Regions from separate parts of the Mus musculus genome. Here regions 1, 2 and 4 are each linked to region 3. Evidence: chromatin contacts called from public HiChIP or PLAC-seq and promoter capture Hi-C data. All regions are on one chromosome and are shown on one strand. The core of a region is the stretch at or near the end of the contact, and the rest is flanking DNA. Distances in the headings are between cores, read along the strand shown.

Region 1 (2,700 bases), core at 196-2,695, 530 kb before region 3:
CAGGCTTTCCGAATTGAATCCCTGGGCCTGCCAGGCCTCTGTGGCCTCCCCTGCCCTGACTCTTTGTAGAGTCCTGTGACACCATGCCTGCAGGCTTTTGCAGCCTTACAGCCCTTGCTTCCTCTGTTCCCCACCCCCACCCTTCTGTCTGCCCAAAGGCTCTGGGCTTCCTGAAGTCTGCTCTGGGTTCAAAACAGCCACTTTCCTACTCTCTGACCTACCCCCTGGTCTCAGCCCTTTGTGCTGTGGGTAATGAAATGTGAGTCTGGATTTTTTTTTTTTAAGACGGGTTTTCTCTGTGCAGCCTTAGTGGAACTCACTCTGTAAACCAGATTGGCCTTGAACTCAGAGATCTGCCTGTCTCTGCCTCCCAGCGCTGGGATTAAAGGCTTGAGTCACACCACCACCTTATTTTGCTTCTTGGTGTCTTATGCCAGCCTAGGACAATGGATTCAGGCTGGTCAGGTCTGGGGCTACCATTCCCAGTTTAAGAGACAGGATAGCCATGCTACATAATTGACACTTATGTGCAGAGAGAGTGGAGAAGAAAGAAAAGGAAGTGGGCAAGCAGAGAGGGGGAAGGCCTTACTGAAGGTCACACAGCGCCACCTCAGGCTCAGCCAGGCTGTGGGTGTGTACAATCAGATGGAGGACATGCTCATTCAAATAAGGACAAGAATAATGGCACACTCCCCATCTCCATTTAAAAATAGTCACATTTGCTGACACTCGTTTGGCACTTCCTAGGTGCCTGGTGTCCTGTTCAGACTCTTTACACTGTTAACCTTGGACCCTCCCAGCAGCCAGAAGTGATGAGTTCCACTATTTTTATTTCCGTTTTACAGATGAGGAAACTAAGACACAGAAGGTCTGGGGAACTTGCCTGATGTCACACAGCCACGACGAAGTCGGGGCGCTTCGAAAACACAGCCTCATGTGGGCCAGGGGTGGGGGTGGGGGTGGGGGTGGGGGACTTGGCCTCCATTATCACTTCCACGGCAGCTCAGCCAGGCTTGCAGAGCTGCACACTGGCCCTGAGAGGACTCGGGGCAATGGGGGAGGAGCAGATTCTGGTAGGGATCTAGCTGCTGCGGCAGCCACAGGCCTCGTCCACAGACCTAGGTGGGTGTGTTAGAGAGCGTTGTGGTGTGGTAATATCAGGACAGGAGATGAGCCAGGGGTCTGGGTCTCTAACTCCTCATCGCCTGCATGAGAGGCCTGAGCAGTGCCATTAGCCACCAGCGTTTGGATGGAGCATGAGGATGGGTGCGCGCGCTCGACGAGGCGAGCTCCGGCTCTTTGTGTGTCCGAGCTCGTGCGCGCGTGCGTGCGTGTGTGTGTGTGTGTGTGTGTGTGTGTGTGTGTGTGCGCGCGCGCGCGCGCGCCCCGTGTGTGGGCGTGGCCGACAGACCAGGCCCCTCCCTAGGCCCCGCCCAGGCCCGGCCAAGCTGGTATTTTTCCACCCAGCAGGATGGGTGATGCGGAGAGCTGCCTGTTCAGACAACAGACACGCGAGGTCAGGGAGAAGCCGCTTATAAATTACCGCTTCCTCCGCGCCGCCGCCAGCGTCGTGCTCCGGGACCTGGTTGCTGCCGAGCTCCCGTGCCCAGCCGCCAACGCCGCGATCGCCGCCAGTCCCGCCAGCCTCGCCAGCCCCGGGCCATCCGCTGTGGGCTTAGCCACCCAGGTACCCAGGGCGTGTGGGCCGCGACTGCAGCCCCCTCCCCGGGCCGCGCTCCGCCACCTCACCGGGTCCCTGCGGGTCTGGCCTCCCCGCGCTCTTTCATCCCCTTCACCCCTGAGGGAGGGACTGAGGGTCTCCTGTTCAGCTCTGCTGGAGAGGGAGTTATTGTTTCCCTGGCGAAGGGGCTGGGGCTGCTGGTGCGGCGGCAGGTGTGTGTGTGTGTGTGTGTGTGTGTGTGTGTGTGTGTGTGTCCCACGGGGTGCCTCCTTGTCCCTGGATGTCTCTGTTTCTGAGAGTGGCTGTTTCTCCACCCTAGGCAGCCGTGTACATGTGCGCCCCGGGGTGTGTGATATGACCAGGGCTATGTCCGGGGCTGCCTTACCTGAGTGTAGTGTGGCCGTGTGGCTCTGTCTTCTGATACACACACACACACACACACACACACACACACACACATCTTGCCTATGTGAACCTGTACGTGTGGCTGTGTCTCCGGAACCCTGGCCGTGTGCACGTGTGTGTGCCCGAATGTGCCTGGATCCCTGGATCTGTGGTTGGGGGCAAGTCTAGTGTCTTCTAGCTGTACCCGAGAGGCCATCCCTTGTGCCCAGTGGGCCCAATGGACATCTTTGGTTCTTCGTAGTATTTAGGAGAGGTAAAAGGGCGGTATGGCTCCAGGTGCTGCCTGGGTGTGGCACGCAGGTGTGACAGTCGCTCCCAGGCTTGAGTAGCAGGGCTGAGGCCCGAAACGACAGCCAGGGGCAATGGGTAGCACCAGCTGAACACATCTTCCTCTAGACTGCTCCCCTTCACTTTATGGGTTCCTCTTTTGGGTGGGAGGTTCTGGTCTGCTCCCACTGGGGAAGCCACACAAGGAACCAGTCTCAGGAACAGATCCTACAGTCCCAAAGCCTCAACCTAGGCTGTAGCCTGGCGGCAAGGGAGGCGTGTGCTCAGCAGGGCCACCGACCTGGCTATTTTGGTCACTGCCTGGCCTCTGCCAGATCCCTGCCTTC
Region 2 (2,700 bases), core at 155-2,654, 510 kb after region 3:
TTCCTACTCCCTGGATAAATCACCCTCAAATTGCCCCTGCCTCCTTCAATCACTAGTAAAAATGCAAAACTAACCAGATTCTTGGCTAGAATATAGTATTTTCCGTGCACTATCTAATCCAAACCTCCCAAGGCACAAGTTAAGAAACACACCCACGATTACACATGGAGGAATCCACAGATCAGCCTTAGATACCAAGGAGTCCAACTCCAAGATCATGGCCTTAACCACCTCACAGTCTCCCTGCCTGTCTGAATCCTTCTGTTATTCTGCAGGGAAAAGCCAAGCTCATTAGAGGCTCATGATCTCCCCCACCCCCACCCCACCCCCAATCTCTTCCTCCTGTAATACCAGCTTCGTGGAGACCTAGCAGATAGCATCCTCTGAGGATTATTTTTAAAAATGAATTCCTTTCTCAGCTCTCCTCCCTCCCAAGCCCCATATGATGAACAAAAGTTGCCAGGTTGCTGGCTCCACACATGGTATGTTATTCACGGGCTGCTCTGCTGCGATGAGCCAACTCATTAGTTTCAAAGCTGCAGATTAATCTTACATTTCTGTTTCCTGGAGGTGAAAGGTCATTTTTTATCTCCTTAGCTTTATCCACCACCCAGGAGGAAATTGGATCTTTAAGCATGAGGGACCTTTCTCCCCACGAAGCAGCTGTTCGAGCTTCTCTTCTATGTTTTGAGTGAAAAACGGATACAGAGAACTGGAATTGTGTGTGTGTGTGTGTTTAAACCAAACCAAACCAAACCCAAAAAAAAAAAAAAAAAAAAAAAAAAAAAAAAAAAAACAGAAGAGCATCTTTTAAAAGTAAGAGAAATCTTGTAAATTGTGGGGCAGGGGGAAAAAAAAAAAAAAAACAACGAGGAAGAGGCTAGTGCAAGTAGTGTTGAGAACGTTAGATACAAAACAAATGCTCCCCAGCAAGATGAAGTTGGTAAGATTTAGAAGGCGAAGGCCTCCCTCCCCTCCCCCAGCTCAGAGCTTTGCACTCGCCCTCTGATGCCGCCTAGTGGTGAAATCTAATATGGCACCAGCCCGAGAGAAGAGATGATTATTCAAGCACCACCTCCCAAAACACGGGTAGATTTGGGCCTGAGAGACAGCAGCTGGATGGTTAGCTTTAGAAATCATACTCGTACGATTGCTAACAAAAGGTAGACGCTTGTAAGGGGGCTCTGCTGCTGTGGAAGTGGTTCATGTCCATGAAACACTTCAAGCTTGGTCTCAGTTGCTTTCCAGACCGTTGAGGAGCCGGCCCTAGAGAACAGCACACGATTCCCAGGTTGTGCTGCCCCAGTTAGATCGCCATTTCTCCTGCGTAGCCATGGCTGAATCAGAGTTGCATTGAGGAGGGAAGAAAGCTGTATTGAACTCTGCTTGCTTGGGCTCACTGCAGCTATTGTCTGGCACTTAAGGCTGTAATCAGAGTGAACACACTGACCACTGTTTATTTTCCCCACCGGGCTTTCTCCCAACATTTTCTCCCATCTCCACAGGGAGATTTGGCATTTAAAGAGAGCGTGGGGGAGGGGAGAGTGTGGCAGAAAGGTTGGGTTCTTCCAGAGAATAAAGAAAGCAAAGGCTCTTTATAACTGGAGATGTTTCTATGTGGCGAATGCCCTAGAGGAAATACAACATGCACTGAAGCATTGACATGATACTGTCCCATGAGGCATCAAGTAACCTTCTTGCAACACAGCATCCACCAAAAATGCCCCATAATGAGGCTGAGATGTCTCAGTGGGTAAACCGCTTCCGGCACAAGCGTGAGGACTTGAGTTGAGATCCCCAACACCCATGTAGAAAGCCAGATGTGACAGCGCATGCTTATAATCCCAGCACCAGGGAGACTGAGATAAGAGGGTCCCGGGGCTTGCTGGCCCGCCAGGCTAACTGGATTGATGAGCTCCAGCTTCAGTGAGAGACCCTGCCTCAAAAACTAAGATAATGATGGAGGAGGATACCAGAAGTCAACCCCCAGTCTCCAGAAGTGCACCCCACCCACCCCACCCCACTCACAAATAAAATAATAATAATGCCCACCGTTATCTTAGAACTGAGTAAAGACACCAACTACTAAATCAAGCAAGGACAGAGAACGGGGATAGGAAAGTGGGATTTGGAGGAAGAAAGCAAGCACAGCACCTGCAGCTTTGGATCACTTAGTTCAGCACTATATTCAGAAGGGGCTTAATGACCACATGAAGCACGGGCACAGAGACATGTTTATCACCTGTCATGCCCCCAATTCAGGTCTGTTCTCCTTAAAGGACAATCATGGAGGGATATCAGTGTACTGGAGACTAGAGAGTCCTGTGTCCATGCAAATCTTGGGGCTGGCAAAGAAAGAATTGGGCTAATTGAGAGCCAACCATGGACTCAGCAGCTAGCCGATACTTTTCTCCTCTGGGTTGAGCTGTACTTCGAGGAAAGATGTTGCATTGCCAAGTGGAGGCCATTAGCGAGCCAAATCTACCTTGCAAGGGAGAGCAGTCAAGGCACAGACTTCCTGATTTTGATTACTGGAGTCAATACATGGTCTTGTGGTGATTAGCTCCTAGCTCTTATTTATACCCTCTCTAGCTACATGGAGATGAGAAACATCTGAGTCCTGGCTTAGTATAGGCTTACTATGGATTTAATATTCTACAATCCATTCTGGGGATGGTGAAGGAGAATAAGTCATTTTGT
Region 3 (2,700 bases), core at 74-2,573:
CCTTCAACAGAAAAATCTGATACTTAAACATTTCAGGGCTTAATAACTTACATTTTCTGTCTTATTGGACTACAGCAAAGTCACTGTTGATGTGACCCTGAAAGACTCCTAACCATTGAGAACAAGGATAAAATCATTTCACAGAAGCAAAGAAATCTGTTTCCAAGACTTTAGAGGCCACATATCACAGCACAGAGTGGGAGTTTGTGTAGCTAGAATTGTGGTGTGCTGCAGAGGGCACAGAGGAGGGTACCATCTGGTCCTCAAAGGTGAAGGGTGACAGCAACTCAGAAAATAAATTAAACAGGACGCTAGGTGCCTGTTATTTCCTTTAATTAAGAAATTTGACAGGCGTGGGAGGCAGAAGCAGACAGATACCTGTGAGTTTGAGGCCAGCCTGGTTTACATGTCAAGTTCCAGGCCAGACATAGATACATAGTGAGACCCTTGTCTTGAGATTAAATAAATAAATCGAGAGACTACACACATGCAGACCCATCCCGGAAAGCATCTGAGGCATCACTTAAACAGCCAGCCTCAGGTCCGACCGGTTCTCTCCCCAGCCAGTGGCTGACAGGATCCTCTGGGTGTGACAGCTGCCTCCTCCCCGCCTGCAACTCATCCTGAAGAAAAAGTCAAACAGAAGTCGTCCCCGTGCACCCTGGCCACACATCGCAGCTCAGTTCTCACCCTGGAGAAACGCCCCTTACTCAAGGCAGGCTCCCTCCAGGATGCCTTCACAGCAGCTGCCTGGGGTGCCATAGCCTATACACAAGTGAAGTGACTAACACAAGACAGCAGCCGGGAAGGAGAGCCTGGGATTTTCGCCATCACCACGAGAACTCGGAGAGCGGGATAATAGGGTTCCGCGAATGAAGTGGGGGACCTTAACATAAAGTCACTTAATTAGGTGCCACCACAAACCACCGCAATTGATGCCGCAACCAGAAGGCCAGTTGTGCAAACTCTCGCCTCCAGACTGGATTGAAAAACCCAGCCGGGGGGCTCTGTAGAGATCCGCACGGCCACGCGCACCCGCGGGACGCGACTCTGCGGGACATCACGCAACACGTCACGGCGCGGGCAGAGACCCGCGCGGCGCCGAGGCCCGCAAAGCCTCATCTCCCGACCGCATCGTCATCTCAAACCACACGTCACACCCACCTCAGCCACCGCCGCGCTCTCTGCGACACCCTTTCTCACTCCCTGCGGCTTCCGACAGGCAGTCGGCAGCCTGCCTTTCCACCTCGGGTTCTGACTGCCGGCCTACGAGGTTCCTCAGAGACCAGTGGCAGCCATCGCCATCAGTGGCTCGGCGCTCGACAGGCGCGCCGGGCAGAAACCGGAAGACAGACTGACACGCGGCGGTCGAGCGCCGAGTCCTCGAGCGCACTGAACCTGGAAGAGGATGCTGCGCAGGCGCTGCCGCAACGGGGCGGGCCCAGTAGGAGGAGGTAAACTGCGAAGTTCTCTCAGGTCCTAGCAACACATCGATGTGAAACCCTACACTCGCCCTTCACTCACCCTATAGGTGGGGAAACTGAGACTTTGGCTCTTAAATAATGTGCCTGCAGCGCTAACATTATTTAGAGACCGTTAAAAAGTTTCTGAGATTTTTGCATAAATGCCTTAATACAGCGGTTGTTCTTCCAAAGGACCCAGGTTTGAAAAACTGCTTGTCTGCTACCTATATGCTCTCTTCTGGAGTCCATGGGCACTGCACATGTGGTGCACAGACATGCAGGCAAAACACACATACAAAATTTTGTTTTTTTACTTTTTTGTTGTTGTTGTTAAAAAAAAGTTTCTGAGTGCGAGAGACTAAGTTATGTTCAGCACATTGAGGAGACAGAAAGACGTGGAAATTGAGCCAAAGAAAGTAGAGACGTTGAGGAGTCGTGTCAGGGATTGGAAGTTGGCTCAATTGATCCTGGTTGGGACTCAATTTCCACCACACACCCATGCCTGTAACACCAATACTCTAAGGATGGAGGCAGGAGGACCAAAAATTTAAGTTAATTTTCAATTACATAGCAAGTTCAAGGCCATACTGGGATACATGAAACTCCATCTCAAAAAAGCATAAAAAAGTATGAGGGTAGCTAGATCTCTGCAAAATAAGTGGCATTTATGTATGAGTCAGGGTTCTCTAGAGTCACAGAACTCTATAGTCTATATAGTAAGGGAATTGGTGGATGACTTACAGTCTGTAGTCCAATTCCCAACAATGGTCAGCAGCAGCTGTGAATGGAAGTCCAAGGATCTAGCAGTCACTCAGTCCCACAAGGCAAGCAGTTGAAGAAGAGAGTGTCAATCTTCCTTCTTCCAATGTCCTTATATAGGTCTCCAGCAAAAGGTGTGGCCCAGATTAAAGGTGTCTGCCACCACACCTTTAATCCCAGATAACCTTGACTTGGAGATCTTCCTGTCTTAATCTTCTGGAATTCATAGCCACTGTGCCTCAAGATCTCCATGCCAAGATTCAGGTCAGAAACTTCTATCTCAGCCTCCAGATTAGGATCACTGGTGAGCCTCCCAATTCTGGATTGTAGTTCATCCAGATATAGTCAAGTTGACAACCAGGAATAGCCCCTGCAATTTACAAAAGACAGTATGGCAGATCAGTCATGTCTGAACCTAGCTGTACCATGCAACAACCACAGGGTACAGAGACAGACCCATCTGTTATTGAGGTCTGTT
Region 4 (2,700 bases), core at 67-2,566, 770 kb before region 3:
CTACCATAAAACAGACCTCAATTGACTTAAACTAGGGATCAGTCTTAGAGAATAGATATGAGGGACAGGATACTAGAATCAGACTGAGAGAATGGTTGGGTGTGTGCCCTGGGGAGTTAGGTCTGTGTGTTTGTGCTGTTTTGCCATTCATCCAATGATGGACACCCACACTGAGTCCATGACTTAACAAGTGCTGTACAGGAGTTTATATTCCTTCAGGCGTGGCACAGTCCTGGGCAAGTTATGAAAGGAGTCAGATTAAATCTCTAGATGTTTTCAGGAGAGGCTGCCAGCCCTAACAGCTGCCACACATCCCTCCATATACACCCCCACCACAGATGATGGCTTCTGTGTAGTCCAATGAGAAAATTTTCTTCTTAGGGTACTTTTTAAAACATTTTTGAGACCTGTATAATTAGTCCATTTGTGTCATGAGAAAACTTCGTTTCAGCTGTTTGTTTTTTCAATAAGATGACTTTCCTTAACAGGCAAAAAAGCAGTACTCATCTTTATTATTGATTTGAGATAGTATATATATATTCAGGAAAGTTGTCTTAATTTCACATTAATTACATACATTGCTTTCCTCCTTTATCTTTATACATAAAATAGGCTGTTGATATATCTTGAAGAATTTTAAAGGATATTAAATGTTTGATTAAAAAAAAAAAAGGAGTTCGTGCTGAATACCTGTTCTCTCAGCGAACACTCACTCAATCACAAAGCAAATGTCAGTGTTTCTTCTGGAAAAAATCTTATCCAAAGTTTACAATCAAAATTACAAATGGATGGGATTAGCTCTTAAACATACTAAAAGATGTATCATAGATGTAAAACCAACTGTTTTACAGTTTTCGAGCTCACTCTCATGTGGTTCCACATACTCTGGTTCCAGGAGTTAGTGCTACGGGGCCTGCTCACTCACCCCACAAAAAAATGAGCGATAAGACTGAGGGCGGGAGGTCATTATGAGCTGGTCGCCCGGGAGGGCGAGTTTGGACCGTGCAGTACCTTGCTAGCTGAACAGGACAGGGTTAATGTCTAGAATATACAAAGACTCAAAAAATGAATACCTAGAAGTCAAGTGATGGGCTACGGATATGAGAATACAGTTCTCAAGAGTGTTCAAACGGCCAGTTCCACCCGAATATGAACCGACAGCTAGAATGCCAAGGTAGCTGCACGGGACCTTCCTGCTAGACTGAAGCGCTAGCAATGGAGAAGCTGGGCGGAGCCTCCAGTGCAGTAGCGGCGACGGCGCGGTTACATGACGTCATCCTGAGGCGCTGGCCAGTAGCGTCATCAGTTTGAGCCGCTTTCCTTGCCTTGGTCCCTGAGAACCGTCTTCCGACCCTTCCTCCTTCGGTGCTGACTGCTCCCGCGGCTCTTTACGCTGAGATGTTTCACTGACTTCTGCCTGAGATCTGGAAAAGGAACACTGCCCAATAGATGAACATGTGTGAAAAATAACTTCCAAGGAACATCATGGTACTAAGTATCAAATGGAAAGGGAAAGCGAGCAGGCATATTTCTGCCATGGCAGAAACAGCTCTCATAGGCTTCAGAAATAGCCTCCTCCCCGCCGCACCCCACCCCCACCCCCGAGTTCGTCTTCCTCCTGATGCGGGAGGCTTGACTCCAGGTGTTGTTTAGTTTCCTTATCAGTAGCACGTGATGGGGTTCACATATCCACTGCCAGGTCTAGTGGTTGCTGCTTGTTACTAATCCCGAGGCTATCCTCAGATCCCTCATCTCTTCCGCTTTCTTACAGTGCGCAGGGACTGTGCTAAACAGAAAACTGTCAGTCACTGCGGGAATGTGCCTCCCTGATCGCCGCGATCGCCCGCTGCCGCAGCTGTTTCTCCTTCACACGCATAGGCTCCCTGTCTTGCATGGGAGGGAGCAGACCCAGGGGACACCAGACCAACTTGAGTTCACATGGGTTGACTATCCACACCTCTCTCCTCTGTCTTTGGTATCCCGTGAAGTGTGCTGTGTCTCCTCTACCCTGTGATTCCTGTTCATCTCAGGAAGCAGCTGAAAGGGTCAGGAAGGTCCTGGGACATTAAACTACTGTTTGGATGATGTTTGTCTACACTCATTTTCTGGGGAATGATGCGGCTGCCAGACCACGTTAGTGGTCAACTGTCAGGAGTCACATGTGTCCTGAGTCCCTGTGGCCTGAGGGCTCCAGCTATCCCTTCAGTTCTTGGCACAGAGATGTGCTCATGACTGCTGAGCAAGGACAGCTCACAAATCTGTCAGGTTCGAGAGCTCTTCTGCTTGACCCCCTCACTACAGAGGAGGCATCTGGGACCTCACTGCCTCTGGATGTACATCCACTATCCCTCTTCCCAAAATCCCCACAATCACACCTGGACTCATGCTTCAGGTTTCTGTCCAAGGGCTCCAGCTCCCTTATGGCTGGTCCTGTGATGAGGCAAACCATCGTGGTGGCTGGTGAGCAGAGTGACTTGTCTTAAGGTGGACAGAAAGCAGAGAGAAGGAAGGGACCATGATCAAAACATACCCATACAAGTCACTTACTTTAACAAGTAGGCCTACTTTTACTAGTTCTGCCATTTGACAATCACCATGTGAAATATCACCCTAAGTAGTTGTATATAGCCTGTAACTCAGGGCCCACAGGCATAACAGGAGCTATGAGTATTATCCAACACATCTGTACATACTGTCAAT

What was found. HiChIP or PLAC-seq counts read pairs in DNA pulled down with a chosen protein or histone mark. Capture Hi-C pulls out chosen DNA fragments and counts their contacts.
Region 1: an H3K27ac HiChIP or PLAC-seq map of thymic regulatory T cells shows a contact between it and region 3, with 4 times the contacts expected there. The contact joins the promoter of Slc6a6 here to the promoter of Rbsn in region 3. A contact is called at or near these places in 1 of 39 promoter capture datasets (pre-B cells), 4 of 115 datasets of contacts at active chromatin or transcription factors (bone marrow-derived macrophages, microglia, pancreatic cancer cells and 1 more) and 2 of 9 other capture datasets (adipose tissue and liver).
Region 2: a contact with region 3 is called in an H3K4me3 HiChIP or PLAC-seq map of embryonic stem cells, with 4 times the contacts expected there. The contact joins the enhancer-like site here to the promoter of Rbsn in region 3. A contact is called at or near these places in 7 of 39 promoter capture datasets (the 3T3-L1 cell line, embryonic stem cells, hippocampal neurons and 3 more), 12 of 484 Hi-C or Micro-C datasets (the G1E-ER4 cell line, the HL-1 cell line, cortical neurons and 4 more), 7 of 115 datasets of contacts at active chromatin or transcription factors (embryonic hindbrain, embryonic stem cells, epiblast stem cells and 4 more) and 2 of 9 other capture datasets (adipose tissue and embryonic stem cells).
Region 4: a promoter capture Hi-C map of liver shows a contact between it and region 3, with 3 times the contacts expected there. The contact joins the promoter of 1810044D09Rik here to the promoter of Rbsn in region 3. A contact is called at or near these places in 2 of 484 Hi-C or Micro-C datasets (CD4 T cells and CD8 T cells), 1 of 115 datasets of contacts at active chromatin or transcription factors (bone marrow-derived macrophages) and 2 of 9 other capture datasets (adipose tissue and liver).

What each region holds. Positions count from the first base shown.
Region 1 is chr6:91,682,622-91,685,321 of GRCm38.p6, forward strand. Slc6a6 (solute carrier family 6 (neurotransmitter transporter, taurine), member 6) reads left to right here and starts at 1,446. Exons shown (of 15, transcript NM_009320.4): 1 at 1,446-1,687.
Region 2 is chr6:92,727,302-92,730,001 of GRCm38.p6, forward strand. No RefSeq gene overlaps it. Among named protein-coding and RNA genes, the nearest start is that of Prickle2, 22 kb to the left of the region's middle. Within about 2 kb of position 1,405, at least 67 of the 459 cell types and tissues checked have an H3K27ac peak or open chromatin away from gene starts, as enhancers often do. A contact at or near this core is called in cortical neurons, embryonic stem cells, extraembryonic endoderm stem cells and 4 more, where this site is marked.
Region 3 is chr6:92,213,547-92,216,246 of GRCm38.p6, forward strand. It overlaps Rbsn (rabenosyn, RAB effector), which reads right to left and starts at 1,324. Exons shown (of 12, transcript NM_030081.3): 1 at 1,165-1,324.
Region 4 is chr6:91,439,671-91,442,370 of GRCm38.p6, forward strand. 1810044D09Rik (RIKEN cDNA 1810044D09 gene) reads left to right here and starts at 1,317. Exons shown (of 2, transcript NR_038153.1): 1 at 1,317-1,488; 2 at 1,772-2,085. It overlaps 4930471M09Rik (RIKEN cDNA 4930471M09 gene), which reads right to left and starts at 1,184. Exons shown (of 3, transcript NR_045980.1): 1 at 691-1,184.